3 separate regions of the Drosophila melanogaster genome follow, and regions 2 and 3 are each linked to region 1. Evidence: chromatin contacts called from public Hi-C data. All regions are on one chromosome and are shown on one strand. The core of a region is the stretch at or near the end of the contact, and the rest is flanking DNA. Distances in the headings are between cores, read along the strand shown.

Region 1 (4,149 bases), core at 210-2,709:
GGTGATGTCAAAAAGAAGATCAAAAGGTAGGTGTGGATGTAATTTAGATCCTTAATGAACTGCATCAACTATTTATAGGGCCAAGGACAAGGACTATGCGGAGCAGGAGGCGGTATACAGTAAAAAGAAGAAGGACAAGAAGGACAAGTGGGTCTTGAGCTCAACTGTGACATTAAAAAGAGAATTTAGATTAACCCACTGATTCCAGGAAGAAGCGCAAACGCAAGGATACTGGCTACTCCACGGCCAGCTCGCAGAATCTGTACTCCACGAAGGCGAGTGGCACGGACAAGGACACTCGCCGCAAGGACAAGAAGGGCAAGAAGTCCAAGCGCACCTGCAGCAGTTCACCCAGTGACTGCGACTTGGCCAAAAAGCAGAAGCGCAAGAACGCGGATAAAAACGATAAGAAGTAGGTAATATCTCGGGACTTGGCTGGTTATCCTTTGACTTATGATCCGATTTCCCGCAGAAAATCCCGCAAAATTGAGGCAGTCGTGGAGGAGTCGAGCAGCTCGAGCAGCAGCAGCTCCGATTCCAGCAACTCCACTCTGCCCAGCTACGAGGTCATCGACGAGAAGAAGGCCAGGCGCAGGAAGCACCGCGGAAGTAGTAGCGACACCAGTTCCGGGGACAGCAGCTCCTCCAGCTCCTCGTCCTCCAGCTCGGACTCGTCGTGAATGAGGCACTTTTTTGGCACTAACGCCAGACGTTAGGGAATCGATTTTTTTGGCAGTCACTTGCCAGCATTCAAGTGGCTGCGCCGCTGCTCCGGGAGCTCAGATTTGTAAGACCCCAAGGGGCAGGTCTATAATTTGATTGCAAACACACCGAGCGTTAATCATGAAAATACCACATGCTTACGCTTTTACATTAAAATGTTGTGAGATACAAAAGAAACTGCAGTGAGTTTTAAATACTTTTGAAACATTTATCTCTTCGCATTTCTGCATTATCTCTTCTGCATTTTGCACAACATTTTTATTACAAATTTGATGTATAATTTAATAGTGCTGAAACTCTGTGCTCCTTTGAATATTTTATATTAATTAACATGACATCTGCACGAAAATATTTTAAGGCTGTTTGTAGGCTTCCAAATAAGCTAGCATTTGCTATTTTCTTGATTAGTGCTCGATATATTTTGATATATTTGTATAAGCTACACTATGGCATATTTGAATGGATAATAAATACGCGGGCTCCACAGCGATAAGTTGGCAGCTCCGTTGGCATTAAAATGGAGCTCTCTTGATTAAATTTTCAACGTGGGGAAATTCTCTTAATGCTTTCTCTTTGCCGCATGAAAAGCTTAGCAACGCGAACTGCTGCTAAACTTTTGTTGACACACAGTTAGCTGTGATATTTGCCGTGAGTGTGTGTATGTGTGTGTGGGGTTTGGGGGGTGGGAGGGCTCTAGTTGGAGATTTCTCGAGAGCGTGTATTTTTGTAATAGCACAATAGTTGCTGCCGAGCGTCCAAACGCTGCGGACGCGATTTTCGCTTCGCTCCTCTCGGATTCGCAACGCTTTTCGAAAAAACCTCGCGTAACGCCAGAAGCTTTGTTGTTGTCGAGTGTGTAAGTTCAAGAGTGTGTATGCGAATGAGTGTGTGTGCGAGTGAGCGTGCTTTGTCGGATCCATCGCATATATACTTGATATATAGACGCACGATAAATGCCTATTAAGAAATGTTCTTCGAAAAGAACTCTTGAATATATCTGCAAGTGCCGTCTCTCAGTGCCCATCAATAAATCACGGCAGCTACATAGCATATACCATATACCCCTCAAAAAAAAAAAAACAACAACAAAGGTTCCCTTTGGCAGACTTTATTAACTATTAACCGGACAAACAAAAAACAGTTGTCAAGCCGATTAAAATTTAAATGGCTATAATGTGGCGCAGGTGTGAATTTTCTGTCTTTTTTTTTTGCTCTGTGAATAATTCAATTAATACTTGACAAACCTTTGGCAAATGGACTCATCACAGTTACAGTGCGAATTGCCCCGACAAATTGGCTCACCCCACACACAAATTATATATGGTATATATAGACAAATATATATATGTATGTATATATACATACAAGGGAGTGCACTGGATAATCTGGAACTCGAAACACGTTCGCGGCCTTAAAGTTCACAAATTATGGCTCCTTTTCCGATTCTTTTCGTTTTCGTTTTCATTTTCGTTTCATTACCTCTTCAAGCGCATTTTTATCTGGGCACGCGTAGTGAAGGTTAAGGCTTCCGCGGCTTAAAGTTACAACTCCCACGCCCCCTCAGCACGCCTAGCCCCCCTTGGGCACCACCCCCCGCCCCCCACACGTGTTGTTTTGTTTTCGGTCGTTGTTGTTTTGCGTTTAAGACACCTTAGTCGTCTATGTATGTATGAAGAAATACAAAACCACAGCGGGCCTCAGCAGCTTTTGTCCGAGAATAATCCCGCTCTTTGGGGGAGTCTTTGAGACAATGATGGGGCTCTCTGCTCTCATTTGCCGGTTTTCCACTGAGAGACCGAGTGTGAGCAACCGCGGGAAAAGCAGCGAAGCGAGAAGCTCTCTTACAGAGAGAAAAACAAGGAAAACTCGAACTCATTTGCATACGCGGGTTTTTTCCTTTTAAACAATTTGTTTATTTAACGATTTAGCTATGTACAGACAGGTTAGCTAAAATGAATCTTTTGAACCCACGTTTTATTAGGGAGTATATGATCCAAAAATCTATAAAGCATAATAAAAAATACAAATTTTTTATTACATTACAGGGCGCTATTTCTGTTGGGAAATTTCTTAAAGTAATAAATAATAAGATCAACGATTTGCTTCATTTGCTCGCTTATGTTTATACACATTTCGTTGCCATGCCACAAGAAACTTGTTCAAAAATAAAAAAAATCATTTGATGAAGGAGATACATATTTTCCATATATTTCCCCCGTGTAATAATTTATGTTTCAGTCCGTTTGCCTTTCATACGATAGACCAAAGTCCACACTTGGCCAGCGACAGTTGCGAGGGCTCAATCAAACCAGTCCATTGAAGGATGGTAATTAATATCTGGTGCGTTTCTTGAGGTATTTGGTCGAAACATACTAATTAGCAGAGAGAACGGCTTGTCATAGATACGCCAATACACGCCAATAGCCACCCACTCAAGGTCGTTGGGGGTCAAGGCTGCCGCCGACGGTACAGTTCCTCATCGTCATTATCGTCAGTAGCATCACCAGACAGAACATTTTCAGTATGGCCTGATCCATGCTGTGCAGACACAGATATACATAATCTAAATGAATTGCCGCCTCTGGCTTTGCATAACTCGTTTGCGAGCTGGTTGTCAAACAAGTGGTATGGAAATAATACAAATGTATTTCCAAATGTGAAAATGATGTGCAGCTGCGGGCTAAATCTTTTGTTTGACAGTGGCGGGAAATGATAATCATTTCAATTGTTTACCGAAATAAATTGACACTCTTATTAGTTATTACAAGCAAAACGCTGGATAATGAAAGTGGGTGATAGGGGACATTTAACGCATTTATTTCAGCTCTTTATCGAAGCACGAATTAATCATTTAACTCATGAATGTATATGTATTTTACTTTTGCGGAAGGCAGCAGGATAAACTGGTGACGATTTTCCATTGTCTTCTGACCCAGTTACGAAACGGCCTTCCACAGTTCATTGCTTATCTGTCAGTGACCCATAAATGGGTGAGAAATTAACAATCACATAACGCTGTATTCTGACTACCGACATTATTTTGAGGGGCGACAGCTGTTTTCCAGCCAGTTTATTTTGGACGGTTTATTGCCCAAGTTGAAATGCAAGTGCGTATCTTATCGCTGTGAATAATTCTTGAACCTGACAAATGTGACACTGATTAACCTAGCAAATCAATTGTGAAGGTTAATTTCACGGATGAAAGTCGGATAGTTATCCATGTTTTAATGTGCGTATTTAAATGGATCATTACGAAACAGCCTTATGTCATCGCGAACCAATTCAATGATGTGTATTGTGTTTGTTCCAGTTTATTGCACACTTTACACAATAATGGATGAGACAAACAGGTGAACTACTGGACTGGTCCAGTCGAGCATGCAATCTCAGTCACCAAATTCGCCCGTTCACGTGGCTGCAACATGC
Region 2 (4,020 bases), core at 359-2,858, 340 kb after region 1:
TTACAGTAAATCCTAGGTATTTGAAATGAAAAACACGGGCAGTGTGGCAAATGTGTATATTAATGCATCTTTGCGGGGAGAAGTAGCCATTATGTTGCCTATTAAGCTTATCCAGATTTGCGTTGCTTTGTTTGATTTGACGTAAAGTTATTTGCTTGGAAAGAAAACATCTTAAATCCTTGAAAATTGTGGTGTAAGCCTAGTAGTAAACATTAAAATTGTTGTTGTAATATTTCAACAAATTTATTTAAATTTCAAAGACTTTAGATAATTACCAATTGGGAAATGGAATCAACACAAGATTGCTATGAAAATTGTACATGAATTCAAAGATTATTCATAAGCATGTCCTAATTTTCCATACGCCGTGCATAATTACAGAAAACACAGTTGCAGAGGGATACGATTTCCATTTGCATTTCCCATTCCCCGTCCCTGTCGCACTTCACACGCTGCTCCCCCGGGAGCTATGTCCCATCCTTGTTCCGCATTAGCAGAACGCACTTCCACTTCATTTGAGTCGCAAGCGGCAGAGCGAGAGGGTAGATGTTGTGGAAGTGTGGTTTTAATTGGCACACAACAACAACAGCAAGCAGTCTGCTACGTGCTGGCAATTACATTTTACATTTTACTCAGAGAGAGAGACTAATCAACTAATAAATCCATAATCACTGTTATTACGTATGCTGCCTGAGATGCTTAGACTTTGAAGTTAACCGGTTAAACTTGGCTAACAAGAACTGAGAACTACTGGCCAACAACAACTGCCGGCTTTTCCCCCAAAAATGAAAACAAAACAGTAGAAGGCTCTCTTGCTCTACCACTTTCTCTTATACTCTTATACGAAGTACCTGTATTTCAACTGTTTTCCTCTCTCGCATGACTTTTATCGCATGCGATTTGTTTATAGTGCAACGACCACAGACACGAAGATAATTCGTGTGTCTCTCTCTTTTTCTCCCACGCATCTGTACCTTCGAACGGTATTTGTGGGGTAGAAGAAATTGCTCGACTTATTATATCGTTTGCCACTCAGAAGTTAGGGAAAGAATTTTATTTTTTATAAAAATCCTAGTCAACTAACATAAATCAACTGAAAGCTCGATTCCTCATATTATCACATTGTGTTATTGCTACAAGAACTGTTGTTCTAAAAATTCTTATCAGTACGTCAAAAATATAAAAAAATTTCGAGACTAGCATTTTTATCCAACTCATATTTATTTATAATAAGCTGATTATATATAAAACCCAAACAGCTTTATAGAAATAACTTCACACGTTATTTAAGGTTAAAAAAGTAGCAAGATAGGATGTTATTAAAAGTAGAATATAAAAAATATAATAATAATTTAAAATGTCTTAACAAACTGGAGCTTAAGGAACCAAAAGCAAACAAAATGATATAAAACATATAAAGACTGTGACAAAATTATTAAAATTTAAAATAAAATATATTAATAGGCTGATTACAAATTTAAGTAAATAATGTTTTCTATATTGAGCAAAGGGTATCTTGCCGCCGACTCAGCCACTCTCTCGTCTTTCCCTCCACACTAAGCGCACTACCAGCTCTTCATCTCTCAGTTCTTCTTTCTTTTCGAGTCGAGTTCAGTTTGTTCCGAATCGCCGACGTGAACGCACGCTTGTCGCGCTTGTAGCAGTTGGATTTTTGATTTTCCCAGCCAGAGTCCCGCGTTCGTGTGTTGTGGGCCGCTTTTGTTTGTCTCGTTTTGTGGCCAGCGATTTGGCAACCGAATAAGCCAAGTTAAGAGCAACGCTACGCAGCACAAAATCCATAAAAACAAGAAACACAAGGCGCAATTAAATGCAAATGTGTGAAAGTGTAGCAAGCATTTAACCAAAAATAAAATCGCAAAAAATCGCGGCTTCAAAGTGCGAACAAGCGCGAACAGAGAAGCTAAACAACAGTGCCAGTGCGTGTTTGTTCGTGGCAGCTTAAGAAAAGCCAAATAAATATTAATATTTGCACAAGAGATCGCAGCGGAGTAGCTAACCTCACATTTAATAAAACACGTATTAAAACGGTAAGTATTTACGTCTCCTTGTTCAGTTATTACACTTTGAACCGTGCCATCTCGCTCTGTCTCGTTATCTCCCATTCGATTTTGCTTTGTGCTAAGCTTCGCTTGGCTCGCGCTAAGCTCAGCTATCTCTGTCCCACTCTCTGATCAGTCCAATTCGCCTATAATTGCACAGAAAAAAATTTACCAAATTGATGGCTCATCGGGCAATTGGTTGACATTTTGTTCCAGTTTTGATCACAGTCAGATAAAATCAATTTAAAGTACATAAAATGAGCTGTAAAATATTTGTAAACATCTTTAAATTGATCTATTAATACTACTACTACTACTACTACTACTACTAGTACTCTGCGTAAAACCGTATTTTTTCCTGTGCAAATTGGCGATGAATAACAGTTTCAGCAGTTGTAACCGTTGCACAATTTTCCCCAGTGCTTGTGTGTGTCACACTCTTGTTGTCCACAATTTCCGTGGTTTTTCTCGGCACTTTCCAGGGAAATGTGCAAAATGCTGCAGTGCAGCAGCAAGTGCTCTTCGGCCTTGGGGTGTGCTTTGCGTTTTGGCCAACCCATGAACGAAACAAAAAAGAAAACAAAGCCACACGCATTTGGCCCAAAGCTCACGAGCCAGCATATTAACACTTTGAATTTTTGGCCAAAAACCAGTTTGGAATCGAAAAAACAAACAGACACAACAAAAGTTTATTTACTACCAAAGAGAGCTTCGTTCAACAGGTTTTCATTGCGGGGACTTTTATTCGTATTGAAGGTGGAAATACCTGGGTAATGCAGGTTTCAAAAGTACTTCTAACAAACCAGAAAATGCCCACTTGTGCTTTAAAAGCTAATAAGTTGCTGATTAGAAACAGCAAAACAAAATAAGAGAAGAAGGAAGGGACAAGAATCTTCTCGCTTGTACCAATTATGGTAAAAATCGTATGACCTTATGATAAACTTAGACTTTTGTTTTTAATTCATTTCGATTCTTCTTGGGTTTTCCAACACCATAAATCTCTTCTTAGTTGATAGCCCTTGACCACTAGCTACATTTATATGAAAAATTCGGAAAACCCCAAGATTCAACCCCAAAAGTTCAACGATTATCGCTCAGAAGCAGCAGGTCTTGAATTCAAGAACAATGCTGTTTTAACAATAATTATACAATATATATAAATTTTGATTGTATTTTTTTCCGATAGTTAACATCCTGCCATTGAGCTTCTTTCGCCTGAGGGTTTTCCGAATAACTGTACTCTGGATTTAGGTTAAGATTTTTCTTCTTTGGCCCACATCAAAGGCAAAGAAGCTTTCAAAGCGGCTATAACAATGGCGGCAAACTGAAAAAAAAAAATGCTAGTCTTCGTCTGTGAAGGTAAAACTGCGGAAGTCATTTAACAGTCTACTTAACTTCTGCCAAAAAAAAAAGAAGTGAACGAAAAAAATGAAGTGGAAAACGGCAAACTGCAAACGTTCAAGATGCTCCGCTTGGGTCTTTCGTCTTGGCCACGTTAGAAAGTAGCTGTAATTGTGGCTCCGTTATTGTTATGGCCAAACCGCCACTAGTCCAACTGCAGGCGGTAAAAGTTGCCCAAAATGAATTGTCATACAAACACGTTTGTTATAAATATTTCTGCACAATGAGAGACTCATTTAAGATTCATTGTACTCGCTTTTTTAGTTGTTAGCTTTATTTTTCCCCCTCTCATTATTGAGGGCGTTTGTCCACTCGGTTGATAAGCGAAAAGGCAGAAAAACAATATTCAAAGCTGACTCCGCTTTGGTTTTTACATCTGCCAAGTGTTTTTTAGCTTTCTGCTATTTCACTCTTAGTTATTGGCGACTTGTGTTGATAATTAGCACGTCGGCTTTCAGCGTTTCTATGACTTGTGGTCCGCTCAGCGTGATGAGTCAGCCTCCTAAGCTGAAAAGAGCGTTACGATCGAACCACCATATGTCTTACTCTCCCGATCTCA
Region 3 (3,997 bases), core at 47-2,546, 340 kb before region 1:
GCAGTTTTCGGTTCCAGTACTTATCGACCCCGAAGTATAAACGAATTTATGACGACGTCATATCCTGCCTTTGCTCAATAAACACAAGATCTTTTAAGTATCGCACTGCACTGCAGCAGATAATTTTCAGATTGCTCAAAGTTAAACGAACCCAAAGGAATTCGTTTCTCTGCATTCGAATACTCAATTTTAATTTGTTTACTGGTCGGCGCGTGCAGATCGGCAGCTTAATTACGCACTAAAACGTTTTATCAATTAATCAACGCGGCGGCTAATTAATTTGTGCTTCTACTTTCATTTGCTTTCAGTGTGAATACACGCTGCCAAATAAAAGAAGACTCAAGAAGATGGCGCCCACCATATGCTCGGAGAAAAAGCAGCTGCGCGAAACGCGGCGACATCATGGCGTGGCCACAGCCGCCATTTCATCAGCATCCGCAACCGCATCCACCGCATCATCGTCCTCGTCCTTGTCCGTGGGATCCACATCTGCAGCTGCCGCCACACAAGCTAGTTCGGTGCTCAACCATGGTGAGTAAACACTGAGATTACTCAGTAAAATGTAGTAGCGAAAATACAATAGTTCGCGTTAGGTTTAATATTCTTATTTTATTAGTTTCACACGACTGTATTACATTCAAATTTTAATTAATTTAAGCGCAATTAAATCTATCTCTCATTTATAATTTATCATATATAGAAGCTTAAGTCAATTTTGTTCAGTGCCAATAGCTTGCGGTGGGCGCACGCGGCGTATACGTAACATAGCCTTACATATTCATTGCAATATCCGCCTTGTCTCTTATCTGTTTTACTTTATTTTTTTTTTTTGGTATACCCTTTATATTCAGAATCCCCTGCTGATTTGCTGATGTCGTTGGTGTTGTGACTGTTACAAGTCCATTTCCCAGTTGCCAGTTGCCGAGCTGCTCACGTTACTCGGTCATGTTTAATTAATTTATGTAAACTCGGCCACCCACCTCCGTTCTCGGAGGTCTGTCCTCGTTTCCCACTTCCTCATTGCCATATAACCATGCATATGTGTGGCTCGACTAGAGAACTGGAATGCTCAAATGCACGTGCCATGGGCGATGGGCGATGGGCGTTTTGCGATGGGTTCACAATTGGGTTCGCATCGGGTTCTTCACGTGTTGGTCTCCGGTGTTTCATTGATGCTAATACTGCCAATGTTGCTCCATGGAAGGCACGCGAGTTTGGTGTTATGCCACAACAATTTGCGTCAGCAATTGGCTCCAGCTGCTCTTCCGCCGGCATTGGCTGTTGGGTAAGACAGACTCGGCTCGCAAATCTGGCTGACACATTTATATAAGCGATCTAATGCCGCATGACTGCCACCGAAATGGATATGGGCTCAGTGGGATGCAATGGGTATCGAGTAGCAGGCGAGAAGGCAAGACAGTTTATCAAGTATCTAAAAATAGAAATTTTCAGATCAAGTCGATTTAAAATATATGGATTATTATTAAGATTAATTCGAGATTAAACAGACAACAAACCGCGTTCTGGAGATCATTGCTCAAATTTAGAGCAACAATTAGAAAGAAATTTAAAAGATACTTGCAGAGTCTTTAGAATATTTTACACATCCCAGTCAAATGATGCCCACTGATTACTCATTAGCCAAGTGCAATTGCCCGAACATTTTCTTAGATATTTTCCAAGAAATATTTCACAAGCACACGTAGCCAGGGGCGTCGGCCTGCGGGGCTTCCACATAAGTGTGTGTCATAACCTCCAGTGTTGTTATTGCTGCTGTGCCACTTTTGCCGGAGCTTTATTTACATGTTTTGCACATTTACTTCGCTTGCTTTTAGCCAAGTTTGCTATTTTTTTTCTCTTTGCTGCTGGTGCCATTTCCAAAGTGAATTCATTGAAAGCACCACTGTTGTTGCTGCCTTTTTATTTGTGCTCGTTGCTGCCTGCTAATTTGCAGCAACACATAAAAATAAACTGAAAGAAATACACCGACACAAGCCTTAAATAAAAATGGGTGTGACGAGGCCACGTGCAAGCCTCATGACGCTACAAATTCAAAACCCCCCAAACTCGTCAGCCTTCCCTGGGGAGGCGGCGTTCGAAAGGGGCGTGGCAGCCGGAGGGTTGGAATGTTGGCCAATGCCCTCGCCCTCTGCCATCACTGAAGGTATTTAACATTTTATTTCCATTTTAGCATCACCGGTGACTAATTCACAGAGAACGAAGCGAGGCACGTGCAATGGCGCGGCGATGACGAGGCAAGAGAACTCCAGTACTTTTAAAGTGTGTGAATAGAAGTTAGATACAGCCCAATGTTAGATACACACTATCAGTGTGGTTTTAAAATGGGTTAAGTAAATAGTTTGTTCTTAATATTGAAGTATCTTTTAGATAACTTAAATTTCTGTTGAGCAACTGCAATTTTTTATTCCAAGCCCAAGGCGCAAGCGAAAAACTCGATTAGTTTCATTAGTTAGTTTTTTACGAGAAACCCATTTTAATTCAAATGAAGTTACTAACTGTCAACCATAGTAGTAGGAGATTTTTGATTTCACTCGCATGAAAATTAAAGTACAAAACAGGAACAGAGTTCTTTCTTAGTCATGGAACTTGAAAACGTTAAAAGTTTGGGGGAAATTGCTAAATGTGCAAAGATGCCATTAAACGAAATGGATCTCATATCCCGAACTTCGAAATGTGGAAAAAGTGTTTTAGAAATCTTCGACGTCGATGAGAAGGTCAGTTTCTCATATGATGGAGGTGAGGAGGAAGAAATGGATATTCTCGATCGTTCAGAGCAGTCTGATGATCGACCAGTGAAAATGGCACACGATATTGACTGCCTGATTCGACAGATTGAGCTTATGCAAATAGCGATTAGGAAGCGTCAAGTTAAGAAGTGCAGCGAAGAAATTAGCGAAGAAACTGCTGAAATAGAAATAGAAGCCGGTGCTCAAGTAAAGTGCAAACAGCGGAAAAACCAAGGAATCGACATTAAGATTAAGGAAAAGTCTGTAGCCATTTGTCCGAATAACCAACCTTTGTGCGGCAATGAATTGCTGGAAGCCAGGAGTCTTCGTCAGGCCCACAATCGCATTCAATTGCAAATAGACGAACTGATCTGCAGGTATAGGAAACTCCGCGAAATCATCCACCAAATGCGCGAAAGGATTCGCTGCATGGAAGGCAATCTTATAGATTTAAATTCTGAAGCCGTTAAGTATGTAGCTTGGTCCAGCGAAGTTTCCAAGGAACTGAAGTTGTGCCAGGAGCGATACAATTACCTTGTCAATGCCAAGATGTCCAAAGCGGATGCAAAAAAACTAGACCACGCTCACACCACACGATTCCTTAAACAAAATGCAGCTTGCCTTTCCAAAAGTCGTCTAAAGCGCGAAATCGCTGATTTCAATGGCGAGGTCAAGGATCTTGTGAATCTAATGAGTGAATTGCACAAGGAACTGGATCGGAATATGGCTGTTTTCGAATCACGGCATTCGAATTTTCTTGATGATCCAGAAGAGTTTCTATCATCCTTGACTGTGACGGTTAGACTATCCGATGAGTTCCGGAAGTCACAAATGAAACTTGAAGACAGCGCCAATTAGAATTTGATCATTAAAATAGCTTTATTTATTGTTAAGGGAAATATTTCATATTAGCACCATTATTTCGACCAAAAATTACTAATAATAAAAATATATAAATCGGTCTTCGTATTAAAAACAATAAAAATAAATTACGTAAAATGGACGTAAAATGTTTCTGGCGCAGGAAGTCCCTGATGATGTGTTAGCCCGCTTCGCACAATACGTCATCGACTTTCTCTCATTTCCTTTCACCTTTCACGAGGGCGTCATTAGTTGGCTGCTACCTTCACGGAGCCAATCTCACGTTTCGCTGCACTGGGGCAAGGTGTCGTTATCACGTAAGCTCTATTTGGCCAACCTGACAACGACTTCGTTCCAATTTTAGCGATTCCTCGGGTGCAGTGCCATGT

What was found. Hi-C and Micro-C count contacts between places; a contact is called where the count stands out from the background.
Region 2: a Hi-C map of the Kc167 cell line shows a contact between it and region 1, with 2.4 times the contacts expected there. A contact is called at or near these places in 2 of 107 Hi-C or Micro-C datasets (the Kc167 cell line and embryo).
Region 3: a contact with region 1 is called in a Hi-C map of the Kc167 cell line, with 3 times the contacts expected there. A contact is called at or near these places in 1 of 107 Hi-C or Micro-C datasets (the Kc167 cell line) and 1 of 7 datasets of targeted methods (the Kc167 cell line).

Annotation. Positions count from the first base shown.
Region 1 is chr3R:26,460,068-26,464,216 of dm6, forward strand. CG5455 reads left to right here and starts at 1,460. Exons shown (of 7, transcript NM_143224.4): 1 at 1,460-1,579. It overlaps CG14238, which reads left to right. Exons shown (of 7, transcript NM_143223.2): 4 at 1-26; 5 at 79-147; 6 at 209-412; 7 at 473-914. The coding sequence ends at 680.
Region 2 is chr3R:26,797,433-26,801,452 of dm6, forward strand. Tl (Toll) reads left to right here and starts at 1,609. Exons shown (of 4, transcript NM_079794.3): 1 at 1,609-2,048.
Region 3 is chr3R:26,124,127-26,128,123 of dm6, forward strand. lncRNA:CR46060 (long non-coding RNA:CR46060) reads right to left here and starts at 1,297. Exons shown (of 1, transcript NR_133455.1): 1 at 683-1,297. It overlaps Cipc (Clock interacting protein circadian), which reads left to right. Exons shown (of 5, transcript NM_001276054.1): 4 at 309-531. The coding sequence starts at 348. CG14556 reads left to right here and starts at 2,533. Exons shown (of 1, transcript NM_143207.3): 1 at 2,533-3,742. The coding sequence starts at 2,601. The coding sequence ends at 3,605.